Linked DNA regions of Pan troglodytes: region 1 is linked to region 2. A link is a contact called in public Hi-C data. All regions are on one chromosome and are shown on one strand. The core of a region is the stretch at or near the end of the contact, and the rest is flanking DNA. Distances in the headings are between cores, read along the strand shown.

Region 1 (4,565 bases), core at 1,099-3,598, 320 kb after region 2:
TTAAGGAATATCCCTTAGCCACATTTTCTTTTGTTCCAACCCACTGTTTATGGAAGCATGCAGATGTTAAGAGTTGCAAAAATTGAAATGACTTCATTAACAAAGCAACAGCCCAACGTTTAATGTCAACTCCTCAGACTCATAAAAAAATGAAACAAAACCAATTATATTACCACTAGCAAATTTTTTCCCCTTAAAATCTAGTTTCGTCTTATTTCTAGTTTCAAGGGAAGCTTTGTCTACTCAAGGTATCAAAGGTCTTCAAATCTCATTCATTTTCTTCTGCCCAAGAGTTAAGAAAGTAAGTCTAAAACAGAATAAGCCAGATTTGTTACTGTGATCTTCTCACACAAACGCCTTTTAAAAGAAGTCTTTCAACAAAGACTCAAAAAAGAAACAGCAAAGTTTGGGGAAAGAATTGTCTGTCTTTAGGTTAAGCATTTCCTGATAAGTGACTGAAGGTCTGGCTGCCAGGAATACACTTTGCTGACCCTAGGAATGGCCAAGTCTCAAAACAAAATTTGCCTCTTCTGTATCTTGAAAGTGACCTGTTAGGACCTGATGTCAATTTGACGAAGAGGTGATAGAACATGACCAACGAGGTGTCTTTGGTGGACATATTCATATAAAGGAGGCGAGAGCCACAGATTTCAGCTAAACGCTTTTTGCCACTTTTGCAAAAGAAAAGCTAATTGTTAACGGCCATGTGACATTATAGATCCCAGAAAAGGAAAGGGTGGGAGGAAGAGAGAGAAGTTCAAGGCAGTTCAGGGTCAGAACAAGCTCAGACATCCTGTCATTAACGAACGTTCCCCAAGCTGAAAGCAAAATACTGCTTACCCGAAAAGGAGTGGGTGAAAAGTAGGGGGAGAATGAGGGGAAAACCACAGGAGAGTCAATGTGGCAGTGTGGGGGTGACAGGAGGGAGGGAATCTGGAGCTATCCAGCTGAGTTGGGGAGCAAAAGCATCGGGCATAGCATCGGGCACAAAAATGCTGAGAAAAGCAACTGCGACGGAGACAGCACTAGGCACCCTCCTCCCCCCATTTTCCCCTCCCCATCGGTTTGCTGGGTTTCCCACCTTCCCTCTACCTCCGCTCTTGACCAACACTCCGGGGTGTGACCCGCCAGCAGGAGGCTGCCCTGATCTTTGTCTCTGCCCGCTCCCACGCGCGGGCTCCTCCTCCTCCTCCGCGCTCCCCACCCGCGCACAGCCCAGCGTCTCCAAGGAGCTGCAGGCGCCGCGACCGCCGCCTCCTCGCCCACCTCCCGCGGACCCGCGCCCCTTCCTTCCCCTCCCGGGCAGCGTCGCCTGCGCCTCCAGCTCCACCCCCGCCGAGGGGACCTTTGTGTCTCGGGGGACTTTCTGCCTCTTTCCCCTCCTCCGCCTCGCGGGGAGACCGGCCTCCCCCGCAGACCAAAGCGGCAGCGAGCACCGGAGGCGGCGGCGTCTATATCTGTCGGCGCCTCCTGGGAAGCAGCTAGCAGACACTCACACCCCACCCGAGCCCCGGAAATCCCCGGGCGACCCAGGGTCCTCGCTGGACCGGAGAGGTGACAGGCGCACGCTAGCCCCCCGCGCCGCGCCTCCTCGCTCAACTTCCCGACCGGGCCTGAGCCACCCGCGCCCCCAGTAGCCCCCGCCCCCGCCTCTGTCCCACGCAGCCTCCCGGCCCCGCGGCCGACCCGACACCAGGGGAAAGCGCGGCGCGGACGCCAGCCGCCAACTCACCAGCAAGAGCGGGGACCGCGGGTCCCGAGGCGAGGCGAAGAGAGGCGCGGGGGGAAGCTGCTCCGCGGACGCCCGCGGCGACCGGATGCAGGTCCGGGTCTCAGCGGCCGGCAGACGTGAGGCGCTTCCGAGCGCAGGCCTCCGCCGCCACAGCCGCCTTCCGGCTCTCGCCGCGGGTCCGGAGCCTCGGGAGGGGCCGCGGGTGTCTCACGCGTTGCCAAGTCCCTCGGTCAACATGGCTCCCGCGCCGACGAGCCGCGCGGACGGCCCACTAATCCCCTCGGAGCAGCCGGGCGCGAGCGCGGCGGGCGCCGACGGCGGGCTGAGACTGTCTGGCCGAGACTGTCTGGCCGGGCGCTGGCTCCTTCTTTTCCGCGGCTCTGCGGCGGCCCGCGAGGAGCTCAGGAGACTGCGGGCGGCCGCGTTCGCTCCTTGCGTGTGCGTCGCTTTCACACTCGGCGGCTGCGGATTGACGCCTCCGCCTGTTCCCCGGAGGAGAGCGAGTGCAAGAGAAAAAACACTTTTATTGAAACGATCCAACCAGCGGCGGCGGAGAAAAGCGACCGGCCGCGGGAGCTTACCCCACCCCCGCCTGAGCGGCTCGCCGGGGGCAGCGCGACCCCTGCCGGCGGCGGCGGCGGCGGGGGCGGGGCCGGTGGCCGGGGGCGGGGCCTGCAGGGCGGGGCGGGTGTCCCCGGGAAACTCCCAGCTCCGAAGTGCGGGCGTGCGGGGAGCGGCGGAGGGGGCCAGGGAACCCCACCGGAATGAGTGCCTGTCCGCAGCTACTGGGGGAGAAATTATGTGAATAATTCAGCCACTCCAACATCCCCCTGCCCCTCAACTTCCCGCTACCAAACCAAAACTCGTGCTTCAGTTATACAAGTAATTACTGTACAAGGTGTCCATGCCACAGTTCTCCACTGACTTTCTAGAGAGTCCGTGTCAAAGGACCCACACTGAAAAATGTTGATGGCTGCAACTTTTCTCCTTTGTTGTGTGTGGGTACGTGGGTACTAGTGCCGCAGTCTCTCACACACACGGCATCTATTCATTTAAACTACAGTACAGTGTTTTGTATATATTATCATGTGCCCGGCAATATGCTGAGTCCTCTAAGGATGGAGAGTCTAGCTGGGATGAAAGATGATCAATAACTATCATAAAAATCTGAACGTTATAAGCGGAGAAATACAAGGTGCTATGAAAACAGAAAGGACTACTGTTGCACGGGTTAGGTTTTGTTTTCTTGCGGGAGGCGGGCCGCGAGAGGTTGGCCCAGTTTCTGCAACTGTTTTTACTTTCTCCTTTCCCAGAGGCTAAAAGCTAGTTCAGGAATGAACAGCAGAGTGGCAGTGAAGACAAACTAAAGTAATACTGACCCGCTTTTTTCCACTAATAAGGATAAAAGCATAAAGTTAAAACAAACTTAAACCCCTAGAGGGAGATAATGAGAGGATTGAAAGAAGAGAGTAGGGACCGGATGTAGACAACATAAACAAGAAAAAAAAAACCCACATAAAAGTCCTGTGAAGTGAAATAAATTTTTTTTCCCATGTTAACACCCGGAAGTAGAAGCTGCATTGAAGTTTCAAATCACATTATGTGCCAAGAACTTCGGGGAATTATCTTTTTGGATTTAGGGATGAATCCTTTCCCCCTTAAAAATGCTGCATGCTGACATCTTTCTCTTATTTTGTTTGGCAAAGTTAAATGCATCTACAGTTATATCCAACGATCGTACGTGTCAATCAGGCTTTTCCCATGCCTCTAAAATTACCAGGACCCGTAAATTAGCAACAATTATGCTCTACGCGTATTTAACACTTGTTTACCAACCAAGAATGCAAATATACATAACAAGCTTTCCGTTAGAACAAGTGCGCTTTGTTTAAAAGCACTGTTAATGAGGCTTTTTAGATTTGTCCAAGTCAAACTTGGAACTTTATAATATAGCAAGATGTAGCATCATTTTCAGAGTTCTTTTTAAGTTAAAGAGAAATACTGATATTTATACAAGGCCTATTTATATGAAAGGATTTTCATATACTTGCCTCATCTAAATTAGTACTTTAGTAAATATCAAAAAATCACCAAAAAAGGGAGCCTATGAAATGGCATTCTGAGTTTCAGCATTAATACTTATACCTTCATATCATTAGATTAAAATTACTCCATGAGAAATAAAAAGATTATTCTGTCTCATCCAAAGCACCCTCTCCTCTTTCTACATCTTTCATTAGCATAACAAAGAATTCGTAATTGGGAGGCTGAGGTGGGAGGATCCATTAAGCCGGGGAGGCGGAGTTTGCGGTGAGCTGAGATTCCTCCACTGCACGCCAACCTGGGTGACAGAATGAGACACCGTCTCAAAAAAAAAAAAAAAAGACGAATTCATAATGAAAACTTAGGTGATTATTTGATTGATTGGTTTGTTATTTCTTTTTTTTTTTTTTAAGACAGAATTTTGCTCTTGTTGCCCAGGCTGGTGTGTAGTTGCGTGGTCTCGGCTGACTACAACATCCGCCTCCCAGGTTCAAGCAATTCTCCTGCCTCAGCCTCCCAAGTAGCTGGGATTACAGGCATCCGCCACCACGCCCGGCTAATTTTTTGCATTTTTAGTAGAGACAGGGTTTCACCCTGTTGGCCAGGCTGGTCTCAAACTCCTGACCTCAGATGATTCACCCTCCTCGGCCTCCCAAAATGCTGGGATTACAGGCGTGAGCCACCGCACCTGGAGGATTTGTTCTTTCAATGAAAAAAAAATTACAGATTGCACAATATTTATTTCATTACTTTTTATATTTATTTATTTATTTATTTAAATGAGATGGAG
Region 2 (4,205 bases), core at 49-2,548:
TTTTTGTTTTAGCAGTTTAAGCTGTATGTATATGAGGTACTCCTGGGGAAGGTTTTCCTCTGTGATCACACACACACATACATACACACACACACACACACGGAGGGAATATTCATCTAAAGGATGTTGTAGGATTTGTGTGAGATGGCTGGAACCGTGGCTGCTATCTTGTGACCATGAGGGGAGGTACCTGGTGGTTCAAAACTGCCCTGCTAAGTGAGAATGGAATAGGAAGGTTGTAAACAGCCCAAATCTTTCTTAACCTTGTTAAGCCATTGAGTTGACGAACTTTGCATCTGTCCTGTCTCAGGACTTCTTGTTAAGCAAGATGGTATATTTTTCATATTGTTTAAATATTTGGCCTTTAAATTTTCAGTAATAGTCCTTACAGTGATGGCTTTCAGACAGAAAATTAAAGTTTTTAAAAAGTGCTATCCTAACTGATTCTCTCAATATATTCAAGTGTAAAGAAATTACATGTCTAACCTCTCATGGAATTAGAGGGAAAATTTTCATGTTATTTGAAGTATGTTCAGTTCTTTTATTAACTCATATTGGTTTCCCCCCTACTCCTTACCCTTGCAACCAAGATAATTTGCATCTGAGAGGTTTTATTCTATTTCCACTGATATGTTTAGAAATTACTATATCTGAGGTGGGTATGTTGGGAAAACATACACTACCACTCCTTTGCAGAAATGAGGGCTTATTGCAGCAGCTACTCGCCCTTGCAATGCTTCCTGCTTGGAAACTCGAAGGACTACATTGAGCAGGTGGAATAAAGTTGAATCGAAGGTTCAACTTGCAAGCAGTCAGGAGGAGATCTGCCCTGAAGCACTGTGCAGACTGGGACCTGCAGCAGGGCTGGGAGGGGGAGTGTCGAGGAAATGCCTTTTGCATGTCAATGGAGCCCCCTTGCTGTTCTGTGCTGCACAGCCACATGAGGTCATCCCAGATTAGAGGGTGCCCATGTCCAGGATCTTAAACCAATTACTTCCATCTCCATTGCTTCCTCTAAAGCCTAACTCTTAGTTCTACACAGTAATACTGCCTGGAAACTCCCCAAGGCCACCAAGCTCATACTAACAGGTTTGTGATGTGGGCAAACTCCTTACATGATCTCAAAATGAAAGAAGAGGCTGTTCACTGGAGGCAATAGCAAATCCCCTTTGTTCCTCTCTTGGCAGATGAGGGCCTTTGCTCTCTCCCTAAGGGTTCCGCCTGTCACCATCTGTGCACCCACTGTGGAAGGGCCAGCGCTAAGGTGAATTTCCATTTACTTCCTGCCAGCAGATGGCTCCTCCTTTTGGTCTCATCTTGAATTGTTTGCCAGACCAGCCAATTAGTCTCCTCACCCTTCCTGAAGCGTCCCAGGGAAGCAATATCATCACCAGCAGCCTATCATTAAACCACGTCTTCTAAGCACTGTGATTCTAAATGCCTGCCGTGGAACAGAAGCTCATTCGCACATGGCTCTTTAACCCTTCCTTGAAAGACCTCAATTCAACATTCTCTCTCTCTCGCTCTCAAACACACACACACACACACACACAAATGCACACTCACACACAGTACCTACAACCTGATCCAAGATAGGAAACAAAATGACAGTATGCGGCATTCAATAATAAATTTAAAAATAAGGCATAATTTCAGACGGAATGCAGAAGGAAAAACACAGTAACTATATTTTCTGATCCCCACTGAGGACACAATAAAAACTTTTTTTTAGGCCAGGCATGGTGGCTCACGCGTGTAACCCCAGCACTGTGGGAGGCCGAGGTGGGCGGATCACGAGGTCAGGAGGTTGAGACCATCCTGACTAACATGGTGAAACCCTGTCTCTACTAAAAATACAAAAATTAGCCTGATGTAGTGGTGTGTGCCTGTAATCCCAGCTACTTGGGAGGCTGAGGCAGGAGAATCTCTTGAACCAGGGAGTTAGAGGTTGAAATGAGCCGAGATCGCACCACTGCCCTCCAGCCTGGCTACAGAGCAAGACTCCATCACAAAAAAAATAATGATACAAAAAAATTAATTAAATAAATAAAAATAAAAAATAAAGAAATGTGGAGGGTTTTTTTTGACAGAGTCTTGCTCTGTCGCCAGGCTGGAGTGCAGTGGCACAATCTCGACTCACTGCAACCTCCAACTCTCTGGTTCAAGAGATTCTCCTGCCTCAGCCTCCCAAGTAGCTGGGATTACAGGCACACACTACCACGTCCTGCTAAGTTTTGTATTTTTAGTAGAGTCGGGGTTTCACCATGTTGGCCAGGCTGGTCTGGATCTCCTGACCTCGTGATCCTCCCACCTCAGCCTCCTAAAGTTCTGGGATTACAGGAATGAGCCACTGCATCCGGCCAAAACTTTTTTTTTTTTTTTACCTTGTGGATTTGTTCATATGAAAGAAATCTTTTAAGGATATAAAATCAAATTGCATTGAGTTACATTTAACAAAGTATCTTTATCAGAAAAGAGTATATAGAATGACACTGGCAGGATTCTTCATCCCCGCAACCCAGGATGAATGATGACTTTCCAGGCTAGGCCAAGGAGATTCTCCCAGCGCTATTCTTAGAAACATCAACAAGGCCCTTGTGCACTTGTTTTAGGGTTTTTCATCTTCAGACATTCCTGCCTGATGCCTAAAGAAGGCATATTATTCAGGGCATCCCATTCGAATACTGTATCTGCTCTGATGCTTGAGCAAAGTGTCTGTAAAGCTAGACAGAGGGGACAACTGCTTCCATCCATGGGGCAAGGGAGTAATGACGAGATGATGGAGGTTAAAGATATTTGTGAGGCAGACACAGCATCTGTGCAGAGGGGTAGAGGTATTTGTTTTTCCACTTTTCTGCTCTTGTTACCACAACTTCCTTGTGTCCTGTGATTATTGCACATGAGCTGGAGTAGCAGGGGAGGTTCAGTTCCTTTTGGTGGTTGAGGTGGCAGGTAAGGAGGCATGGACACAGGACAAACCCCACTTTTGGGCAACCGCCACCCTGAGGCAAGGGTGGGAAAAGCTCACTTTCCCATAAATAATCACTGGGCTGTTGTCCTTCAGTATAAGTGAATATAAGCAAAGCCCCAAGAACAGTGCCTGGCACATAAAATGCAGTAGCTCAGGGTGGGCTATAACCACTTGCATCTTCTACAGCAGTGCCTTGTGCCAGCATGCCCTCAATAAACATTTGTTCAGTGAAGGACTGTACAGCTCTGTGCCACCTGGCAGCTCCAACTGTCCCAGTGGATCTTCCTCTTCCTTTGTTCTTTTCCTTGCAACCTTTGCAATAAAGGGGGCATTGGCCCAACAGTTAACTCCCAAATCTTGAACAAAGGGGATTACCCCTGCAACTCTGTTCCAAACTGGGAAGCTTCTGGCTTTGTGGTGAGCTAGGGACTGCTGAAAACAACTAGAGATTAAAAGAAGCTGGAACCAGCTGGAGAATAAAGAAAACTGCTGCAAGCAAGTCACTGCAGGAAGTACCAGTGGTCTCCAAAAATGCAGTTGCACCAGATTTTACATACAATAAGGAGGATTGGTCTCTCTAGACAGGAGAGAGTCAAGTGTTCCTCTGAGAAGGAACCAACTCCTGTAAATCAGGAAATCTCAGGCTCTCACTGGCCAAGGGGCAATGGGACACCTCCCCAAGGTGATTCATCGGCTCCCTCTGAACCTAGAAGCTCAAGCCCATTGTGCTCCTTTTTGTAGCCTCTTCTCTTACCCTAGTCCCCAAGAATGTGCTCTGTGAGCAGGTTACACCCTTCACAAGACCCTTTCATGCCCTGTGACTCCCTTCCCCATTGTTTGCATAGTCTGGCAGCTTCTGCCACTTTCCCTGGTAAGCCCTGCCTTAAAGTGAACCCTCTTCTGTCAATCACCAGGGACTCATTTCATGCACACACCTGTCTTTCTGGAGCCGTTTAATCTATAGCCTTCAATCCTATAAACCAGTGAGAGATCTGCAATTAGGTTTGGAAACCAGTCTTGTCCACTGACTCAACTCAAGAATTGCTCCATTTCTCTCATTCCCCTCACTTCAGCCTCACAAGGGGCAGTTTGAGGGAGCCTCTCTATTTCTAAAGAGACAAATTTGAAATTAAATTTGCTTAATTAAAAATGTGAAAATTTAAAATTAAATTTAAATTGCTGGCAGCCAACTGCTTCATGGGTACAGGGTTTTCTCTGGGGGCGAAGAAAATGC

The links. A called contact is a pair of places that touch in the nucleus more often than the background predicts.
Region 1: a contact with region 2 is called in a Hi-C map of stem cell-derived neural progenitor cells, with 6 times the contacts expected there. The contact joins the promoter of CDK17 here to the enhancer-like site in region 2. A contact is called at or near these places in 2 of 7 Hi-C or Micro-C datasets (induced pluripotent stem cells and stem cell-derived neural progenitor cells) and 1 of 1 datasets of contacts at active chromatin or transcription factors (stem cell-derived excitatory neurons).

The regions. Positions count from the first base shown.
Region 1 is chr10:103,230,889-103,235,453 of NHGRI_mPanTro3-v2.0_pri, forward strand. It overlaps CDK17 (cyclin dependent kinase 17), which reads right to left and starts at 2,349. Exons shown (of 17, transcript XM_001147273.7): 1 at 1,733-2,349.
Region 2 is chr10:102,910,658-102,914,862 of NHGRI_mPanTro3-v2.0_pri, forward strand. No RefSeq gene overlaps it. Among named protein-coding and RNA genes, the nearest start is that of LTA4H, 36 kb to the left of the region's middle. Within about 2 kb of position 1,299, at least 8 of the 24 cell types and tissues checked have an H3K27ac peak or open chromatin away from gene starts, as enhancers often do. A contact at or near this core is called in induced pluripotent stem cells, stem cell-derived excitatory neurons and stem cell-derived neural progenitor cells, where this site is marked.